2 separate regions of the Sus scrofa genome follow, and region 2 is linked to region 1. Evidence: chromatin contacts called from public Hi-C data. All regions are on one chromosome and are shown on one strand. Each heading gives the region's core, a stretch centred on a gene start, on an enhancer-like site or on the middle of the called end of the contact. The rest is flanking DNA. Distances are from core to core; before and after follow the strand shown.

Evidence for each region. Hi-C and Micro-C count contacts between places; a contact is called where the count stands out from the background.
Region 2: a Hi-C map of omental adipose tissue shows a contact between it and region 1, with 3 times the contacts expected there. The contact joins two enhancer-like sites. A contact is called at or near these places in 1 of 5 promoter capture datasets (fetal skeletal muscle), 18 of 47 Hi-C or Micro-C datasets (alveolar macrophages, brain, embryonic fibroblasts and 10 more) and 1 of 2 datasets of contacts at active chromatin or transcription factors (skeletal muscle).

What each region holds. Positions count from the first base shown.
Region 1 is chr15:93,191,872-93,197,624 of Sscrofa11.1, reverse strand. The region is part of intron 4 of GULP1 (PTB domain-containing engulfment adapter protein 1); the gene reads right to left. Among named protein-coding and RNA genes, the nearest start is that of GULP1, 210 kb to the right of the region's middle. Within about 2 kb of position 1,689, at least 5 of the 83 cell types and tissues checked have an H3K27ac peak or open chromatin away from gene starts, as enhancers often do. A contact at or near this core is called in omental adipose tissue, where this site is marked.
Region 2 is chr15:93,955,939-93,961,942 of Sscrofa11.1, reverse strand. It overlaps a transcript of COL5A2 not described here. Among named protein-coding and RNA genes, the nearest start is that of WDR75, 22 kb to the left of the region's middle. Within about 2 kb of position 1,647, at least 26 of the 83 cell types and tissues checked have an H3K27ac peak or open chromatin away from gene starts, as enhancers often do. A contact at or near this core is called in omental adipose tissue, where this site is marked.

The DNA of each region.
Region 1 (5,753 bases), core at 440-2,939:
CTTAAGTTGGTTACCAGGCTTGCAAAAAAAGACCAAAATAAATGGAGAAATTCTCAGCTTTTAGACACTGAAAAACTGCTACTAAGATATAAGAGATGCTAAATCAATTCCTGACACCAATGGACCCATTACATTTCTTCTGTTTCAGGTCAAAGTATTCAACTTTGGCTGCATTATACAATCACATGGGAGCTTTAAACTTAGACCAGTGCCTGGGACTCTGGTTTAATTAGTCTGGGGAGGAGCCAGGGCATCTGTGTATTTTAAACCTCCCCAGATGATTTTAACATGCCACCAGATTTGAAAAGCACTGCTTCAGATCATCCAGAAAGGATAAAGGGTTCAAGTGACAGAAGGAGAGCTAACACAATAGACACTATTTAGTTCTGAGTAAATCCATGGAGCAAACTCCTGTTCTCAATGTCCTGAATTTATCATATCACGGAGAATTTCCCCATTGGTGGGTGGTCTAGTGTTAGTGGTACAGGGAGGCAAAAGCAGACCCTATACTGATAAGTGATTCTTGAACTACAAGAAAGAAGTATGTGATCTGTTGATAACAGACTGTAAAAGTTACTGGAAATATTTGTGGAAAGATATTCGTACATTGGCAGTAATGTCATGAGTCATTAGTGTTACATGTAAATAGGCCCATATGGGAAAATTATGGAAGAGCTCCAAGAACATTCTAAATGAATCAACTTCTTGTAGTGCTCCAGGAACTTTTAATGCGTTTCTTTCACACTGGCTTTAATTAAACTGTCTGAAAATAAAGCACAGGGAGAAGCCTTGAATGATGGTAAGAACTAAACTAAAAAGATATCTAATATGGACTTTGCCACCTAGATGTTCTATGTCCTGTTGGATGAATTGAATGGAAATACTTTAAAAAACTGAGGAGCAGATTATTCCTTATAATATTTCCTGCATTTTTAAGTTATAAAGGTCATGATACTTGGATTAAAAAGTTCATATTTTTATGCCTTCCATGTCTGTATAAAGTATCTGCAAGACTCTTGAGTCTGATGCAGCATGCTGGAATAAACTCTAGGCTTAGAATCTGAAGATGTTAAGAAAGTCACAATCTCTGCCTTACTTGACTCTTAAAAAATAAAGATAAGATTATTCTTCTCCCTTATAAAATTGCTCTGCAGAGTAATTATAATAAGAGATGAGAAAAAAAAATCCTGTAAACTGCAAAGTGCTTTAAAATTATGAGGGAATGCCACTGTTTTATGTAATGACTGTTTCGGGAAGACACTAGAATTTAGTGGATACTGGTGGTGCCTGCTCAGCTTTCCTTGGACCCTCTTTATCACCGCTGGGGCACATCTTCCAGCTTCCCCAGGCTTTGCTGGTAATGGCTCACACCCAAGACTTCAGAGGATTTCCCTTTAGGCAATGAGATAACCTTGCCAGTCTTGAGAGCTAGAAATGCCTGGAAGTTTTTTTGCTTCCCTCCATATCAACATTCCTGAGCCAATGACTGGTGTGGAAGCACAGAGGCCTGGTCCTTTGCTTGAAAGTGGGGTAAACTCTAAGGCATAATATCATGATGCAGAGCTTCCCTTAGAATCAGGCTGAGGCTGGGGCTTTCTTCCCCTGCTCTGTCCTGCTTGTTGCTCCTGGGGGCACTCCCTCAACAAATCACTTGCCCCTAAATCTTAGTCTCTGGGTGTAATTCTGGGAGAAACTGGCTTAACACGCTGTTAAACGCTTAAACACTTCCACTCAGGGACATATAATCTAGTATACAAAACTTACAAACACTGAAATACTCTTGTCGTAAGTGCTCTCGAAAGGCTTGTACCCAGTACAGGTTAGTCGTAGGACTTTAGTTTTCATTTTTTCCCACTCTGCCTGGGGCCCAAAGAGTGAAAGAAAAAATGGAAATGAATCAAGCCATGGCCAAGGGATTAATTCATCCCATCCCAACAGAGCTGTTAACTAGCTGGAAAAACACGGCCAGGGGAGTTGTGGAAATGCTCAGCCTGACTAAGAGCAGAGGCGAAGCATCCCACTGAAACAAAGAAAAAGAGCCAATGTCCACATGCAGAATTGAACACCCACTGGACCACTTTCCCAGCCTGTCTCCCAGAAGACTGGCTGTTAGCCCTCTAAGCCCCTAAAGACCAGGATTCTTCCCTAGGGCAAGTGCCTCCCCTCAAAGGACAATGCTTGCTGACCGCTGGGGTTTCTACATGAAATATATGGGCCACCTGAGCTGCTGCTACCAGCTGACAAGCCCAGGTACACAGAATTGCTAGCAAGCTTTTGAGTCAGGCTTCAACAGCAAAATGTATCACATATGTGTGTATACTTGAGGAAAGCTACTCACACAAAAAAAATAGGGAGAAAAACAAAGAAACAGGAACACAGTAGAGCAGGAAGGAATCAGAGAGAAAGCAGGGACAAAAAAAAGATGACTAAAAATCCAAAGTCAATATAAATATATTTCATCCATGATAAAAACAGGATAATATAAAAAGCAGTATTTAGAGAACAACAAAGAACTCACCGAGATTAAAAATATGATGCAGGCAACTTAAAAAGTAAAAAGGATATTAGAAGATAAAGTTGAGGAAATTCACCAGGAAGTAATTATTGGGTCCTTACTATTTATCAAGTACTATTTTAGGAATTGGGGATACAGCAGAAAAGGAAACAAAGCAAACTGCCTGCCCTTACAGATGTTACACCTTAGTGGAGGGAGCCAAACACAAGCAATGTTATATAAATAAGTGAATTATATATTACTTGAGAGAGAGAAAGAAGGAAGAGAGGAACAGAAGTGCAAAGCATGTGAGTGCATCTGTGAGTTAGGCCATTTCAAACAGGATGGGTGGAGACCTCACTGATAAAGTGAAGTGTAAACCAACCAAAAAGGCAGTGATGCATCTAGATGCATGAGGGAAGGCAAGTCAGGTCAAGGGAACAGAAAATGCAAAAGCCAGATACTTTAAAAGAAGATTAAAAATATAACTATTAGAGAATTGGTCTAGGACAGCATTTTTCAAAATTTGGTCCCTGGAATAGTACTATCAGCATTATCTGAGAAGTTGTTATAAATAACAAATTCTACTGAATCAGAAAACTCTGGGGAGGGTCCAGCAATCTATTTTAATATCTTCTCCTGGAAATTCTGATGCAAGCTTCAATGTGAAAACCACTGTTCTAGGAGATCCAACATCCAAGCCAGATAGAGTTCTAGAAATAGGGAACTATAAAAACTGAAGGAAGAAAATTATGTAGCACCTTTCCAGAAACAAAGATATGAAATTTCAGGCTAAAGGGCTCAAGATTACACCATTGTAATGAGTGAAAACATATAGACAAGCACAAGATATTAAGCTCATCATTAACACACTAAAGATAGAGAAAAGCCCACGAAAGATCCCAGAGAGAAACAGAAAAAAACACACAGGACCAGGAATATGAATGACATCAGACTTTGTGTCAGCCACAATGGAAGAAAAATAACTTCAAATTCTAAGGAAGAAAAGATTTAGAGCCAAGTTTACGGATTACGAAGAGAGAAAAAATACACACAGAGATGTGGAAGGGACTGAAAATTTAAACTCCCATGCCCTGGTTCTCTGTCACAAAAGTGGGGAGTGCATAAAATAAAGCAGAAGAAGCAATGGAACCCAGGAAACAGGGAGGAATGACAGAGGGTGTAGATAACCACTGCAAGTATGACAAGTCAAGGCATAGCAGTGGAGCAGGTTATCCAAGAATAAAGAAGAAAACAATGAGTTGCAAATGGTTGCTTCAGTGAGTGACAGCTGGGAGAAGAGCTGGGGGATGTTTTGCTTTTTCTTTCTAAGCCTCGGGGAGATATGACTGTTTAAAATGGACATGGACGAAGGTGGAGTTCCTGTCATGGCTCAGCGGAAACAAATCTGACTAGTATCCATGAGGATGCAGATTTGATCCCCGGCCTCGCTCAGTGGGTTAAGAATCCGCCTTGCCTGAGCTGTGGTGTGGATCACAGATATGGCTTGGATCTGGTGTTGCTGTGGCAATGGCATAGGCCGGCAGCTACAGCTCTGATTCAACCCCTAGCCTGGAAATCTCCATGTGTCACAGGTGTGGCCCTAAAAAGAAAAAAAAAAAAAAAAAAAGGATGATGAAATAGAAAATAAATTAAGCCCCCAAATGGTAACAAGTTGATATTGGACATGTGCATTTATTCCTTAAAAAAAAAAACCCAAAACACTGAGTATTTACGAGTCAAGCATTTACTAAGTGCTGAGTGTAAAACAAGGGGAAAATGTTACTGTTCTAGTGGAGTTTATGTCCTAGTGAGCATACCTGTGTCTTGTACATATGTGTGTATCTGTCTGTCTATGTATGTATGTATGTATCTATCCATTCATCTTTATTTCTATGTTCATGTCTAGATCACAGATATATCTTAGATGGCATAAGTTAAAATAACATAAATAATAGCATAGACTTTGCAAAGTGTAATATTTAAGACTGCGTGATCAGGAAAGTCTTCTCTAAAAAGGTGATGGTTTATTTTTTGTTTTTTTTTTAATTTTTTTCCATTATAGCTGGACATGGAGAAAGGTGATGTTTTAATAGAGACTTGAATGAAAGGAAGAAATGAAACATGTACTCAAACATATTGAGTTCAAATTCCCCTGGTGAGTCAGCTAGGGAAGCAGATTCAACAGTAGCGTATTTCAAGTGAAGCTTAGGAAAGCAGAATTCTGGGTAGAAGGTGTGGGTTAGGGAGACCTTGGCACTGAGGTCTCAGTGGAAGGGCTGAGGAGTGCCAGAATCATGGGGACCCCATGTAGCTGCCATGTTGCAGAGGGAGATGAAAGAGAATAATGCCGCAAACAATAATGTTTAATGTTCAGGAAAATAAAGAAAGTTAGATCCTTAATATTAGTTGAGAAGTAAAATATTATCTGCTGTATCACTAAACAAAGGCTGTCACAGTCATCATTCATTGATTGAAGCCACCTTTGAGCAGATGAACCCTGAAGGAACTCAGGAAGGAAACAAAGAATACCTGCATCAGACTTGCAGCCACTCCCGGACAGTGCACCCTGAAGAAATTCAGGATGTGAAAACATAGGATACTGGCCCGAGATAACTGAGGTGCATATCAAAGGAAAGATTTCAGCGAGCCCAGACCTTGCATGTTCTCATACAGAAAAGCAAAAGTGCTAAATTCCTTGAGAGATCTAGATGTCTTCTGTTAACAGCAATCTTTTATTCCTACTGGCTGCCCTTTGTTACAAAACTCCTATATGTTCTAGCTCCCCACCTTGCTTCCTCTGAGCAGTTTTCTCAGTTTTTTTGTTTTTTGTCTTTTCTAGGGCCGCACCCGCGGCATGGGGAGGTTCCCAGGCTAGGGGTCTAATTGGAGCGGTAGATGCCAGCCTTCTCCAGAACCACAGCAATGCCAGATCCAAGCCACGTCTGTGACCAACACTACAGCTCACGGCAACGCCAGATCCTTAACCCATTGAGCAAGGCCAGGGATCAAACCCACAACCTCATGGTTCCTAGTCAGATTCGTTAACCACTGAGCCACGACGGGAACTCCTCTCACAGTTACTTTAGATGATGCCTCCCGTTTTGCCCCAAATAAAACATAACTCTCAACTTTTAGGAAAAGTCCACAAATAATTAGGATTTTCAGATTAGCAAATAAAATTATAGGATGCTGCTGGTGGTGGGAGTGTAAAATGTGACAGCCACTCTGGACGACAGTTTGGTAGTTTCTCTGAAAT
Region 2 (6,004 bases), core at 398-2,897, 760 kb before region 1:
TTGAGGAATATGGACACACAAAGTGATCACTATGTTATGGTATAATCAAGCATCTTAAGAACAGAAGATCTAAGTAAAATATTAGAAATAAGGTTTTACATCTCCTTGGACCCAGTCGTCATCCTTTAAAATATTTATTTATTAATTTCCACCCGCCTGGAGTGATTTACTGGTTGATTTTGGTTTCAGGGCTCTGTAACCTCAAATTACTTACTCAGAGTGAGGGATTAAAGGTTCTGAGCTTGTGATTATTCTCATTTGGGCAATAAATTATTTTCATGTAAACTCACGGACATTCATATGATTATATCCTCAGAGAGAAATAAAAGCATGATATTTTGAATCAATGATCCCTTATGACCTATAGGCAAAAATCTAGGCTTCTTATCTGGCCATGAAAGACTGATGCAACTTGTTCTAACTTATTTTTCTAATGTATATTATTTTTCTTGGCTCTATGAACCTCACTGTGAGTGTAGACCTCCTAGCATTCATTCCGTGATGATTCTAGATCTGTACCTTTATTTAATATTGTTTTCTGAAATGCCCTCTTATTTTCATTCTGCATAACTAATCCTTCCTAAGAGCTTCAAAACTTCTCAGTCTCTTCCACAAATACTCTCATTTGTCTTCTTACTTTCCAATCAGAGCACTTAAAAACATTTCTTTACCATTTATTGCGATCTAGTTATATAATAGCTCTTGAGTTGTTTCACATTAATACTTGATTTTTTTTGTTTTGATATTAACAGATGTATGCCCTCTGAGGGCAAGACGGTATATTGATCTTCTAGATATCATAATGCAATGTTTCCTGCATTGTGGGTTCCTAGTTACTGTATATTGGTTGATGATTCATTAGTATGTAAATTATCTGGGAACAGACCCTATGTTTTAAACGTATTTAACAGTATTAGCATGCCAGAGAACTGATGATAACTTACTAGGTATGAACATTATTACATACACACATACACACACACACACACACACACACACACACACACACACACACACACACACACACACACACACAACCACTGTAAAAATACAGATATACCACATGGTGGCACCAAAGATACATCATTATTTTTGCAGGTTTTATATTCTACTTCGGCCTACAAGAAATTATAATTATACTATTAGCACATTGAAAAATATTTTTAATATCTAACTAATAGGTAATCTTATTGGAATATTATGGAATGAACATTTCTTAGTATAGAAACATTAAAAAAGATCTTTGGATCTTTTAATGTCTTTATTTACAAAAGCATCTCTTTAAGTTCTAGAACTCCTCTATATTTTTTTCAAATTAGATTCCTCTTCCATCACTGTCTTATTTTTCTCTAATAGAAAAACTTTATGAGCTTTAGAAGCTGTTCTTTGACATTTAGGTTTGAGATGTGGTCATTGGTAGCTCACAGTATTATGTTGTGTAGAATGTAGACCTATACAAATTCCAGCTGTTGATGGTACATGAAGTTCTTTGGCAGACAGGCTTCCCAGGCGTGTTGCCTAAGTTTAATTTCCATGTGTAAAGTCATACTTAAAAGTATGTAAACTGAAACAGATGTTTGTACTCTGAGAATGCATTTGGTGCACGAAGGAACAGCTCCCTAGCCTCTTATTCTACCCCCACTTTATTTTGAAAGCCCTTTTGAATAGAAAAGGGCCTCTGGAGAACCATCTAGTGTCTTTGACCCCACTAGTGAGTAGCAGCTCATTCCTGGGAAACAGTGCCCCAAATGAATGTTGGATTTTGCTTTAAACTCCCTTCTTAATAATCGTATGATTTTCTTCCCTTTCCTGTAAGCTTTGTATAGCTATTCTTTAATTAGGAAGCTATTCACTCTAATAATACAAGTTTTCTTAAAACCAAACTAAATCTCACTGATATTATCATTTAATAATAACTCTGAACTTTTATTTTCCTAAAGATTAGCTGTAATAAAGGCAGATCTTTGTGTAGCACCTATGTACCTTCTCACTGTTGTGGTGTCACATATTTAAGTACTGTATCTGAAAGCCTTCGAATAATCTGATTTATGGTGATGATAGTTTATAGGGTTCTAACCCACACAGAACTTGTGCTTCCAATTAATTTTCCAAAAAAGTAGAATTACTTGTTATTAACTACTTTCATTTTTCTTTTTAAAATCTTCCTTCCTGTCTCTTTTCAAAGATACTATACTAGGGTCAAAGAGGATTAAGATAGAACCTCTAGGGCCGCTCCCATGGCACATGGAGGTTCCCAGGCTAGGAGTCTAATTGGAGCTGCAGCTGCCAGCCTATGCCAGAGCACAGCAACATGGGATCCAAGCCGCTTCTGCAGCCTATGCCACAGCTCATGGCAAAGCTGGGTCCTTAACCCACTGAGCAAGGCCAGGGATCAAACCCGCAACCTCATGGTTCCTAGTTGGATTCGTTAACCACCGAGCCATGATGGGAACTCCTAGAGCCTTTCTTTAGGAACATTTAATGTAACTTAGGAAAAAGGCACAACTTAAAATTTTCTAACACCACAGAAGAACCAGCCCATACACTAGGGGAACTAAAAAAGATTTTATAGAGGAGATAATATTGGAGATAGGTGTTGAATGATAGAGGGGAACTCCTCCAGGAAGTGAAGGAAAAAGCAGATTTTCAAGGCAGCAGAATGGAATGAACACTAGTATGATGGGTTTGTGGCACATCAGGCTCTAGCTTGGTTTTCTTATGGATATATGGAGGTAGTAATTAGGTGGCGAGGAAGAATTGAAAGAAGGGGTGAGGACCAGATTTAATTATGCCTAAATGTTTGGAAATACAAATGCAAAGTCTTTTTTTTTAATTACTTAATGAACTTTATTACATTTATAGATGTACAGCAATCATCACAACCAAATTTTTATAGCATTTCCATCCTAAAACCTCAGTGCATCCCCTCACCCCTCAACCTGTCTCATTTGGAAACCATAAGTTTTTCAAATCAAAAATTAGTAATTATAGGAGTTTTTGTTGTGGTTCAGTGGGTTAAGAACCCGACATAGTGTCTGTGAGGATGTGGGTTTGATCTCTGGCCTTGCTTAGTGGGTTAAGGATCTGGTGTTGCTGCAAGCCGCAGTGTAGGTCACAGATGTGGTTTGGATCTGGTGTTGATGTGACTGTAGCGTAGGCCCCAGCTGCAGCTCCAATTTGACCTCTGGCCTAGGAATTTCTATATGCCACAGGTGCGGCCGTAAAAAAGAAAAAAAAAAAAAAGTAGTGATTATAGTTTTAAATTTTTGATATGTTTTATTTGTGATAAAGTTTTGAATTATGTTATTTCAAGGCAATAATATATAACCTTTTTTCTGCATAGTAAAAACTTGATAGATATCTTAACAGATGATGTTCTTAAAATTAGTGAGTACCTGCTACATGTATCAATAAATATGTAAAAATTGACTAGAAATTTATGCAGTTCCATGTATATTCACATAGTTTTTGCTTTGTTATATAAACATTAAAAGCCTCCTTGAATTTGTCTTTATATGTAATTTCTTCAAGTCCATAGATATTTAACTTCTAGATTAAGAAGCAAAACTTAAGTGAAAATATGTGTTATGCATTGTATAATTATAATGCTGTGTTGATAATTAATTGATAATTTGGTCTTTATTAATGGCCAACTTAGATGGCTAAATGATAGCTCTAGTATAGGTTAAATGTAGTAGAAGTTACTTCTGGATAGTATTTTCCTAACAAAGTAAAGCCACATTGAAATATGTGGAGAAACTTATGTTCAAAAAACAAATTCTATGTTATTTTGTCTAGCTTTTAAAATCACTGATGGAAATGTTTCAGGAGCTCTCTGTTTATTTTTATTTTGTTTTTTGTCTTTTTTTGATGCATAATACTATTTTCTATTTTATAAAAATAAGCTGAATTTTCCCACTTCTGCTTTTAGTATTGTTTTATTCCCAAATATACATCTTTTGGTCTTGGCACTGTAGTCTTAGTTACATGGAAATAAATGGTGTTATTTGTGGGACTGTGGTATTTGTTGGGATATATATGGATTTTGGAAGTTTGCCCCAAGAATATTTTATATATCTTATTTTTCTATTGGATCAGAATAAAATATACTTTTAGGTTAATAGGGTAACATTCATATTGTTCTCTTACATTAATACCTGAAATTTAATTTGCTCTTTTTTTTTTTCAGCCTGAATTATAATTCTAAAACAAATAGATTCTAAGTGCTCTATTTTCTGTTTTAAAGTTCTCATCAAACTGTGGTTAGGGAGTGGGTAGAAAATTATTATGGCATTCTTTAGCTTCTCTGTTTGAAAGATCATAAATAAACTTCGGTAATTTCATTTATGGAAGTCACTTGAAAAAATAATTGTCTAATAATTTAGTCACAAATAAATTCAGTCTTGTAAAGACGTCTTTTAAAGTCTGTATTTTTATTTTTTACATTTAAATAGTTCTATTTTTAGGGTAAAATTAATAGTTTTTAAGGAATTAAGTTTAGTTTTAACCCGAATTGTTCCAATTACTTAAGGTTTCCCACTTTGCCTCCCAATTAGAAGTAGAATCTCTCATTTCTAGGACTTATCATAGAAAGTATTAAGGAAAACCTAAAGATAATTTCCTTGTTTCATTAACCTTTTACACAATTCTGTAAGATGGACAATGCTAATTGAATAAATAGACTAGCATTTCTGATTGATTAGGGCAGATGTCCTGGCATTGAGTGGATATAAAGAAATCAATTAAATGAAGGGGTATTCTATAATTCTGTGAGAAGAATCTATCCTGTGTCATTTTGTGGGTGTAATTTTCTGTTGAAACAAAGAAATACTGATGATTTTCAGAAAGAAGTATATCACTAAACAAGAATCAATGCAGTGATGTGAAAATTGTATAAAAACCACTTTAAGTAAGAGAATGGATTCATCCTGATTTTCAAGTAAATGACTGTAGTCATGAAAATTAAACTCGTAAGGTACTCACATCATGGACACCCTCAGTTATTTCACTTTCCTTTGTTTCCAGGCTGGGCTTCAATAACCAAAGTCAAGAGGACCAGTTGAATAAATAATTCAGTTAATTACATCAAAATAGCTGATAGGTTTTCATATATTCCTGGATAACTCAGAATAATGTGATTAAATGATTGTGTCTGGCTTTACATGGAGTGCCTTTCATCACTAATTCCACTGTGGTTCAGGTTAACATGAGGTCAGGGGAGTAGAGAGGTAAGGATTATATCTTGTAGGGCTTTTATCCAGTTGTTAGAAAGATAATTTAAAGTTAGGCTGGTGATAAAAAGATTAGTTTGTGTGTGTGTGTGTGTGTGTGTGTGTGTATTTTTTTTCTCTTTTTAGGGCCACACTTGCAGCATATGGAGGTTCCCAGGATAGGGTTTGAATTGGAGCTATAGCTGCTGGCCTATGCAACAGCCACAGCCATGACAGATCCAAGCTGCATCTTCCATCTACACCACAGCTCACAGCAATGTTGGATCTTAACCCACTGAGCAGCAAGGCCAGGGATCAAATCCGCAAACTCATGGCTCATGGTTCCTAGTTGAATTCATTTCTGCTGATCCACGATGGGAACTCCTAGTTAGTATATATTAATTGGAGTAATTGAATTTTTCTTATGTTCCAATATCTTTACTGGTATAAAAATTCTTATTTTTGAGATATATTTGATATGTAAAGTTGTGTAAATTTAAGATATACAGTGTGATTCAATACATTTAGATCCTATTCCATTTTAAATAATGACTGTTAAATGTCACCATGTCACTGAATTTATTCTCTGGCTTGCTTTCCATTTTTATGGTTTATATCTTGTGATCTTTAGACTAGTATTAATAGCCACAGAATTTTTAAAAAACAGCCTCACTGATTGTTGAATACTGATTGACAATACTGATTAACAAATAAAATGTATATATTTAAGGTACACAACTTGATGTTTTGATAGTCACATGTTTTTAAGAGAAGTATGCCAACTCTGTATACTT